2 separate regions of the Mus musculus genome follow, and region 2 is linked to region 1. Evidence: chromatin contacts called from public HiChIP or PLAC-seq data. All regions are on one chromosome and are shown on one strand. The core of a region is the stretch at or near the end of the contact, and the rest is flanking DNA. Distances in the headings are between cores, read along the strand shown. Region 1 holds the start of Lrriq4 (leucine-rich repeats and IQ motif containing 4). Region 2 has its middle 26 kb from the start of Ndufb5.

Region 1 (4,341 bases), core at 1,807-4,306:
GCCGGTTCAATACACTTCCTGGCACAACAAAGAAGGGCAGATCAGAGTGACAGTCCAGAAGGGAAGCAGTACCTGCCTCACTTTGTTATCATCTAGCGCCAGGATCTCCAGGTTCTTGAGCGCGCAAATCTGCACGGGAAAGTGTTCTATGTGGTTCTGACTGAGGTCCAGGAAGCGCAGGTTGATCAGGCGCTTGAAGGAGTCCCGCAGCCCGTGCAGGCTGGTGTTGCGCAGGTACAGCAGATGCAGCGACACCCAGCTGCAGAGGAGGCGCGGCACCTTCTCCAGCCGGTTCCCGCTCAGCCCTACCTCCGTGAGCTCGGTGAGAAGCTCCAGGGAGGACGGCAGGGAGTGGATAGAGTTGTGGGTCAAATCCAGCACTGACAGCTTGCTGCACTGACTCAGAGACTCCGGTAAACTCATCAGGTGGTTAGACGCCACGTAGAACTTCTGCAGCCTCACCAGGTGCCCGATATCTCCGGGGATGCTCTTCAGCTTGTTTTCGTCCAGGTCGATCACCTCCAGGTTGTAGAGGACACAGAGGTCGCAAGGGAAAACCTCGAAGTGATTCTGCTTCAGGTAGATCTCCCTGAGCTTGGTTTGGTTCACGATTTCCTCGGGCAGCGATTCCAGGAAGTTCTCTGACAGACCGAACAGCTCCAGGTGATGCAGGGATTTGCAAATGCCGGTGGGAATCTCGGTCAGGCCAGTGCGGTAGAGCCGCAGCTCGCGAAGGGTGCGGAGGCGGCTGACGACGTGCAGCGAGGAGATGACCAGCGGGTTGCCGCTCAGGTCCAGCGACTCCAGGCTGCTCAGCGCCCCCAGCTCCGGGCACAGATCTTGCAGGCTGTTGTTATGCAGGTAGAGAACCTTGGTGTTCTGTAACTGCTGAATGCCCTGGGGAATTTCTGCAATCTGGTTATTCTCCAGATGCACTTCTTCTAATTCTTTTAATGCCAAAATCTCTGACGGGATGGTCTTCAACCCCTGGTTGGAACCATCAATGAAAAATGTTCTATCAGTGAGCTGGTGGGGTTCTTTTTTCTGAAGAACCTTGGGTAAATGTTCTTGTCTCAGTAGTTCCTTGGTCAGGGTTTTGAAGGTGTCAATTATGTCAAATCTGAAATACCGTGAAAGGGGGGATTGGGAGGTGGGGGGAGGGGAGCGCAAAGGTTAAATGACTGAAATTATTCTGCAACATAAAATTTAGATTTTTTTTTTTCTAAAAAAAATCATGTCAGGCTGAGAGTTAAAGGGTAAGCAACTCTTTCTAGGAAGTTTGTGCACATGTGTTAACACACAGATGGCCTCATTTCAGCTTCAAAAACTTGCTTGATTAGAGGCTTAAAAATGCCTTTAAAAATACTTTAAAAGCACTTATTGCTCTTGCATAGGAACCCAGTTGGGGACCCCAACACCCAAATCTGGAGGCTCACAACTGCCTGTAACTCTGGCTCCAGGAGGATCCCATGCCTTCACCTGTCCTCGGGAGCTCCTGGACTCCCAGCCAGCTCACCCCCAAAATTGCATAATTGTTTTTTCACAGATGAGCATACATAGTGTTGTACACCTTGTTCCCAACACTGGAGAGGCAAAGACAAGTAGGTCTTTGTGAGTTCGAGACCAACCTGGTCTACACAGTGAGTTCCAGGACAGCCTGAGATACACAGTGAGACCCCCGTCTTATAAACAATAGAAAAACAAAAACAAATAACTTTTTAAGATGCTTATTTTGATTTAGTTTCAGATGAGTTCTAGAAGGTTCCAAAAGGTCATAGCTCTTGCCATCACCCCCAGAAGACATTGAGAAAAATTATATCATACATAATATATATTATATATAAAGTTATCAGAGATGAAAATTAATGATCAGCAACCACTTTTCTCTATGTATATAAAAGACCGGTGGAAGGTCATGTCTGGTGAGGCTGGGTAGGCAGAGAAGCCAGCCTTCCATAGGCAAACAAAAAGCTAACTGAACAAACCAACCATGCCTGGGACAGGAGAACCCAACCAAAGAGAACAATTTTTAATAGTTCCGTGGTTGTCAAGAGGGGCAACTCCTCTAGTCTGGAGTACTCGCAAGTGCAGGGTGAGTTTTCCCACCAGCCAGGGTTCCATTAGATATTTGATCGATAAGAGCCCTTTGGGGATGGTGCAGGTAGGACTAAGAAGAATCCTGGTCTCAGTCAGTTGCTGTACTGCTTGCTCCAGAGGCAGAGCACACCCCACTCCACCCCTCCCCTGCCCCTTCCCCCTCCCCTTTCCCCCTCCCACCCCACTGGTACAGCATCTCCAACCTTTCCTTTCTTCTACCTTCTTAATTCAAAAGAATCTGAGACAGAAAGGGGCAGAGGCTAACTTAGGGACTTTCCTGGAAACTCAAGGGGTAAATGCACATATTTCTGCACTTTAGCATGCTACCTGTGGAGAAAGGACCTTGAAACTCAATTCCTGTACCCACCCAGAACTTCGGCCTTGCCCGGGCTTTCCTGGTAGTAGAGGCAGAGGGATGGAAATTGCCTATGTGGCAAGGACTTACATATTTAGTTATTCACTTTTAACTTATCACCTCTCCTAGATTTCTGTGACTATTTCAGACCCCACTTCCAGACTAGATTCATCATCGGTGGGTCTACAACCGAGCATCCAAGGGTCCCGAACATCCTGCCCCATTCCTTCACAGCCTTACTACAAAGAAGATGCGAAGACTCCACATGGATACGACCTTGCCTGCCTCCATACTCTTGAGTACTGACTGTACCTGTGCATCTGCAGCTTGGCACTGGGATAGGCCATCTCAGATTAGTCTGGAAGTCGCCTTCTCAAGGAAACTCTTCCAGGGGGCTCTACCCCTTCAAAAAAAAAATCCTTTAAACTACTACACACTTGGAGGTTCTACCATTAGATTCCGAGCTTAGCCCTTCGGAAAAGGTGAGACAGGCTGGGTCACCAGGGTTTGTAGTCCTAGTCCCTAGCCCAGCAGATGAGGCTCCTAAACCCTCGAAGCTCCACCATCAGAATGTGTAACCTAGAGCGGATAGGCTTAAAGTGATGATCACTGCCTCCCACTTCAGGCCTCGAGGTTATAGAGTACCCCGCCCTCTTAACGGTGGCCCCGCCTCTTCCCTCTTTCTCCAAAAGGAAGCTTCTGTGGTTGCCATGGGAGCGACTCTGGTTACTGGACTCGTAGTGGGCCGAGCCCTGTGAGGACTGAGCAGGGGCAGACTGTTGAAAAAGCTCAGCCACGGCGGCCTTCCTCTTTAGAGGTCGAGGTCCGCAAAGCGAGCTGGGTAAGGGGCACCGGGCTCTAGGCGAAGGAAAGGGCAGCGGATCCCGCCTGCAGAAGCCCCAGGTATGGAGGCGCCCTTGACCAACGCTGGTCCCCTGTCTTCGTGAGGAGAGTGGCTTTGCTCTGGCCTCCCTCCTGCTTTTTGAGGAGGGTCTGGGGGAGGTATGCCGCGGGGAGGGGAGGCTCTGCGCCCCTGAATTTGTGGAAGTTACGGGAAAATACCTCAGATAAGCAAGAAGCTCCTCAGAGTTTTTCTGAGTTCCCACTTCTAGACTACCCACAGTTTCTTTTAATCACTTTATCTTATTTTTTTTTAAATATCATATAGAAGAAGGGATTTCATTGTGACATTTCCATTCATATATATAATTCCATGTGCACTTTGAGTGCATCCATGAATTTAACGAATTAAACATAAGACTGGGGATATATTCAGGAGTTGTTGGGCAGTTGTGAGAAACCAGAGTTCCTGCCACTACTTTTAGACTATTGTTTTAAAGTGTGTGTTGTGGGGGCCGGAGAGACTGCCCAGAGAGACATTAATAAGGGAAATAAGATGATAAAGGAGGGAACACCGACACTGCTAGTTTGACCTGGAGCCTGATGGAAGAGGAGGACGGGGCTGCGGAAAGACTGTATGCTTTTGTCCTCCACCCATGGGTGTGACTGCTGCCTTCTCAGTCACGGGGCCTCTGAAGAAAACAGCGTGGAGAGACTCAAGTCCTGCCTTTGCTTTTGACCCCTAGAAGGGCAGACACCATTAGTGCTGGTGTTCCACCCCCAAGAAGTTAGTAGCCTGAGGCAGGAAGGGCGCCAGTAGAAAGGCGCCCAGCTCTGGCTTTTGTTTAGAAACCACAGGAGCATCTGTTTCCAGGATGCTAATACTGCACTTAGTTGATGTTCCTTCCCTAAGTGCCACAGACATCTCAGAATGGGGCATTCAGGTCCCATCCCCCCTTCCGAAGCTCAGCAGAACCTAAATATTATAAATATCCTAAGTCCTGGTGTATCTCTCTCACACACATACAAACACAAATAAACTTAAAATA
Region 2 (4,350 bases), core at 182-2,681, 2.1 Mb before region 1:
ATTAAAAATGAGGAACTAGGAAGGGGTAGTGATGGAGCAGGTTGGGGTTATTTAAACTCCTTCCTGCTGAATTTGTGGTGACATTCTTTCTTTGGGGACCCTAAGAGAATTGGGAAACTGGTCAGGTCATGGGAGAGCTGGCTGTTTCACTGCTGTCCAGGATTTGTGGAACCATCTGTGGCTAGGCAACTACAGGCCCAGTTGGAGCAGTCTGTGAGGCTAGGCTGGAGTACGTAGCTATCCTGGATGCAGATTGTGATTAAACACCTGGACTTGTTAGGTGTACATTTGAAAACTTTAGGCCCATGGTCTTAGTAGTTGGGGGAGGGGAGTCCCAAAACCAGGGAATGGATAGGAATCCTCTGTGAGGAGCGGGTGTGGCAGCAGTCCCAAGATGGCACCCGGGACTGCAGCTAAGTCTTATGACTTGCACCTGACTTCCTCATACACCTGAAAATACGCCACGACCATCGTGAGAGCTGTGCAAGAGCACCATGATGCTGGTGGTGTAAACAAGTCCAAATTTGGTGGAGACGCGCCCCTGCCGCCCTGATTGGCTGAAGCTGCGTGCCTGGTGAGGTGATGTTGCCTGCCGTGAGTGGAGGGGGGCTGAGAGTATATAAGAGTGAGAGGCCCAGGGTTCGGGGGGAGAAAAAGATGAAGCGAGAGAGATGAAGACTGAAGCTTGCTGAGTAAACTGCTGTTAGAAGAACTGGTGGTCCTGTCGTTCTTGCTGGTCAAAAGCGTATGCGACAATCCCACCCTCTGAAATAGGCTACTAGTGGCAAACTTAGGCTATTGGTTGACAGGAGTGCCTATCCAGATAGTCTGTTTCACCCATGAAATGGGTCTGAGTAGGTTTCCCGAGGTTTATAAGAATCTTCTTATATTTACAATAAGAGATAAATTTGTTAAAAGCATGAACAGTCTTTAAGGTGAGCTTAGGGAAGACAAAAACCCCTTCTGTGAAGCAGAAGGGTCAAGAGGGACTTCTAGCCTCTGTTCAGAAGACTGGCTATACATAAATTGAGCATAATGAGAAACATCTTTACGTCTATACTTAAATGACAACCAAAGGAAACTTAAAATCTTGAACTTGTGGCTATGATAGTTGATTGTATAGTGGAATGTTTTGCCAGTGTTAGACTACTAATTCATAAGAACTCCATTCATCGATGTTAGAGCCCTGAACTTTCGGAGTCCTAAAGTAACGTTAGCACTTCGAGGGGAGGAAATCTGAAGCACTTTTGCTCCTTTTATAGATCTTAAATCATTTTCTTATCACCGTTTAACCTTTCATGTGCTGCGTCTGCCAACCTTAAAACACCTTCGTAGGCCCTACAACACTTTCTTAGGAGAGAGGTGGGGCTAGGGAGAGGTGGGGCTAGGGAGAGGTGGGGCTAGGGTAAAGAGCAGTCCTTTTACACTCTGCTGCACCCGGCTCACACTTGGTGGCAGTCAGCAATGGCAGCAGATAATGACACAAGCTGTTGCCAGGTCCCTGGGAAGAGCCTAGCAGAATCGCCTGTGAGCAAAAAGTAGCCTTTTCCAGCCTTGATATGAGGGTTTGTACCTTATCTTATTATTATGCTATGGTTTATTCAGTTAATATCCCTGGGAGGCCTTTAAAAAAAAATAAGGGAAATGGAGGTGAGAGGAGGAGAGGTATGAAAGAACTGGGATTTGCAGAGGGAGGGGAAATTGTGGTTGGGATGTAATGCATGTAAAAAATTAAAATTAGGGGGCTAGAGAGATGGCTCAGCTGGTAAGAGCACTGACTGCTCTTCTGAAGGTCCTGAATTCAAATCCCAGCAACCACATGGTGGCTCACAACCATCTGTAATGAAATCTGATGCCTTCTTCTGGTGCGTCTGAAGACAGCTACAGTGTACTTAGATATAATAATAAATGAATCTTAAAAAATTAAAATTAATTGTTTTCACACAATGTGTTTTATTATATTCTTTCCCCTCCCCTAACTCCTCCAAGATTTTTACCACCTCCCTACCCAGTCCAACTTCTTGCTCTCACTCTCTTTGCAAAAAAACAGAAACAAACAAAAACAGTAAGACGACAAAAACGAGCCAAACATGAAACAAAAGGCCCAGGAATAAACAGGGAATCTGTTTTGTGTTTGCCAAGAACTCCTGGGTGTGAGGCCTGCCTTCGAGTGTGCTTAATATACATTTCATTGGTGAAAACCGATCTTCCCTTTCCCAGCAGGCAAGGATTGCAAACAGCTTCTAGGTCAGGTGTTGGGGTAATCTTTTTGTGCACTATGTAAAGGTTGTCTTTCATTCAAACGTTGATTTCTGCACTGCAGAAGGTTGAGTACTGACTGGCCTTGGGTATTGTTGTATTTATGGATCATCACCTGCCTCGGTGTTTTGTAAACGCGCACCGCTCTCACCATCTGGTTGGTTTAATAACAATCTGACTGACAATAGCTGAGACAGAAGAGGAAAGGTGAGATTTCCGGGCAGAGAGGGTCTCTGGAGAAGAATCAGAGGCAGGAATTTACCAGGTGACATGGTGGTATAGAGAACAGGTACCCAGAAGGAATGAAAGGTAACGGGCCACATGGAAGGATGTGAACTAGAATTAGCCAGGTTAGAGCTAGCTGGGAGGTGCTCAGCTATAGTGCCCAAGCTTTTATAAATAATAGTAACTCTCTGGGTCATTATTCAGGAACTGGCAGATCCAAGACAGTCCGGTGATAGTCAGGGCTGGGGCTTCATGCTCTTTTTCCCTTCTCAGGGCTGGGACTATCTGGTTTGAGCCTGTGTGGGTCTTATGCATGCTGTCTCGGTCTCTGTAAGTTCATACATGTACCTCTGTGAGTGCATACATGTATCAGTCCAGTTGTGTCTGGAAGACGCTGTTTCCTTGGAGTCATCCACCACCCCTGACTCTTACAATCTTGCTGCCTCCTCTTCCACAAAGATTACTGAGCCTTGAAGGGAAAGATTTGATAAAGGCCTCCTACTAGGACTGGGTGTTTCAGTCTTTTACTCTGCACATTGTCCACTTGTGGGTCTCTGTGTTAATTACCATCCATTAAAATATGGTGCATCTCTGATGAGGGTTGAGTAATTCATTAGTCTATGGATATAGCAATATGTCATTAAGAGTCATTTTATGGCTATGTTCCTGTAGCAAAGTAATAGTAGTGGGCTTTGGGGTATATATAGATATAGATATATAGATATATTTAGATACTAACCCTTTAGCAGATTTATAATTGGCAAACTTTTTTTCCACTTTGTAGGCTGCTTCTTTGCTTTATTGATGGTGTTCTTTGCTGTGTAGAACTTTCTTAACTTCATAAGGTCCTCTTTATTAATTGTTGGTGTTAGTGTTATGTCCAAGTCGCAGGGACCCCAAAGACCACCAAGGAGCCAATTCCCATGCAAACACTTAAGGGCTTTTATTCCGAGCTTGAAGTGACAGCCTTGAGTCTTGGGGTACAGGGTACTTATTGTGGTTATAGCCAGCTTGGGGAATTTCCATATGAGCCAGCAAGTAAATATTTTAAAAACTACATTTCTGGCATAATCTGCAGGAATCAAACATGGGGGCAAAACCACCTGACAAACAGGCTGGCTAGGTTATCTATGTTCTGCAGGATGTCTTAGGTTATCTAGATGTATCTTGACCCTGCTGTTGTAGCCTGACTGGCTGCTGCTAAGGGGTTGCGGGTGGGGAGATGCTGCCATAGGATGTTTGCTCATGTTGACTTTGTGGTGTTCCTCCTGGAACTGGAGTTTAGCCCCTGGAGCTTCCTAAACACAAATTTGGCTGGGCTTTACATTAGCACCTGTGCTAACTGTTCCATCCAGAAAGTCCTTTCCTGTGCCAATGAGTTCAAGTCTATCCCCTGCTTTCTCTTCTATCAGGTTCAGCCATTTTGGTCCTTTGTTGAGGCCTTTGATCTAGCTGGAGTTGAGTTTTGTGCAAGGATCTGTTTGCATTCTTCTCCATGCAGCTATCCAGTTTGTTGAAGATACTGTCTTTCTCCTATGTATACTGTTCTGTTAAAATCAGATGTCGGTAGGTGTGTGGACTTTTACCTGACTCTTCAATTCAATCCTTTAATCACTGTGTCCCAATACCATGCCATTTCTATTACTTTATCTCTGTGATACAACTTGAGACTGGGGATGGTGATACCTCTAGCAGTTCTTTTATTGTTCAGTATTGTTCTAGCTTTCCTAGGCTTTTCTCTGTTTTCATATGAAGCTGAAAATTATCTTTTTCAATTTGTCTGAAGAATTGTGTTAGAATTCTTGGTGGGGACTGCATCTAATCTGAAGCTTGCTTGTGGTAGAATTGAATTTTTTTCACAGTATA

Evidence for each region. HiChIP or PLAC-seq counts read pairs in DNA pulled down with a chosen protein or histone mark.
Region 2: a contact with region 1 is called in an H3K27ac HiChIP or PLAC-seq map of embryonic stem cells, with 7 read pairs. The contact joins the enhancer-like site here to the promoter of Lrriq4 in region 1. A contact is called at or near these places in 5 of 39 promoter capture datasets (the C10 cell line, liver, neutrophils and 1 more) and 1 of 115 datasets of contacts at active chromatin or transcription factors (embryonic stem cells).

What each region holds. Positions count from the first base shown.
Region 1 is chr3:30,646,684-30,651,024 of GRCm38.p6, reverse strand. Lrriq4 (leucine-rich repeats and IQ motif containing 4) reads right to left here and starts at 3,056. Exons shown (of 6, transcript NM_001290510.2): 1 at 2,765-3,056; 2 at 73-1,120. The coding sequence starts at 2,799. Lrrc34 (leucine rich repeat containing 34) reads left to right here and starts at 3,207. Exons shown (of 11, transcript NM_027941.1): 1 at 3,207-3,355.
Region 2 is chr3:32,761,157-32,765,506 of GRCm38.p6, reverse strand. No RefSeq gene overlaps it. Among named protein-coding and RNA genes, the nearest start is that of Ndufb5, 26 kb to the right of the region's middle. Within about 2 kb of position 1,431, at least 9 of the 459 cell types and tissues checked have an H3K27ac peak or open chromatin away from gene starts, as enhancers often do. A contact at or near this core is called in embryonic stem cells, where this site is marked.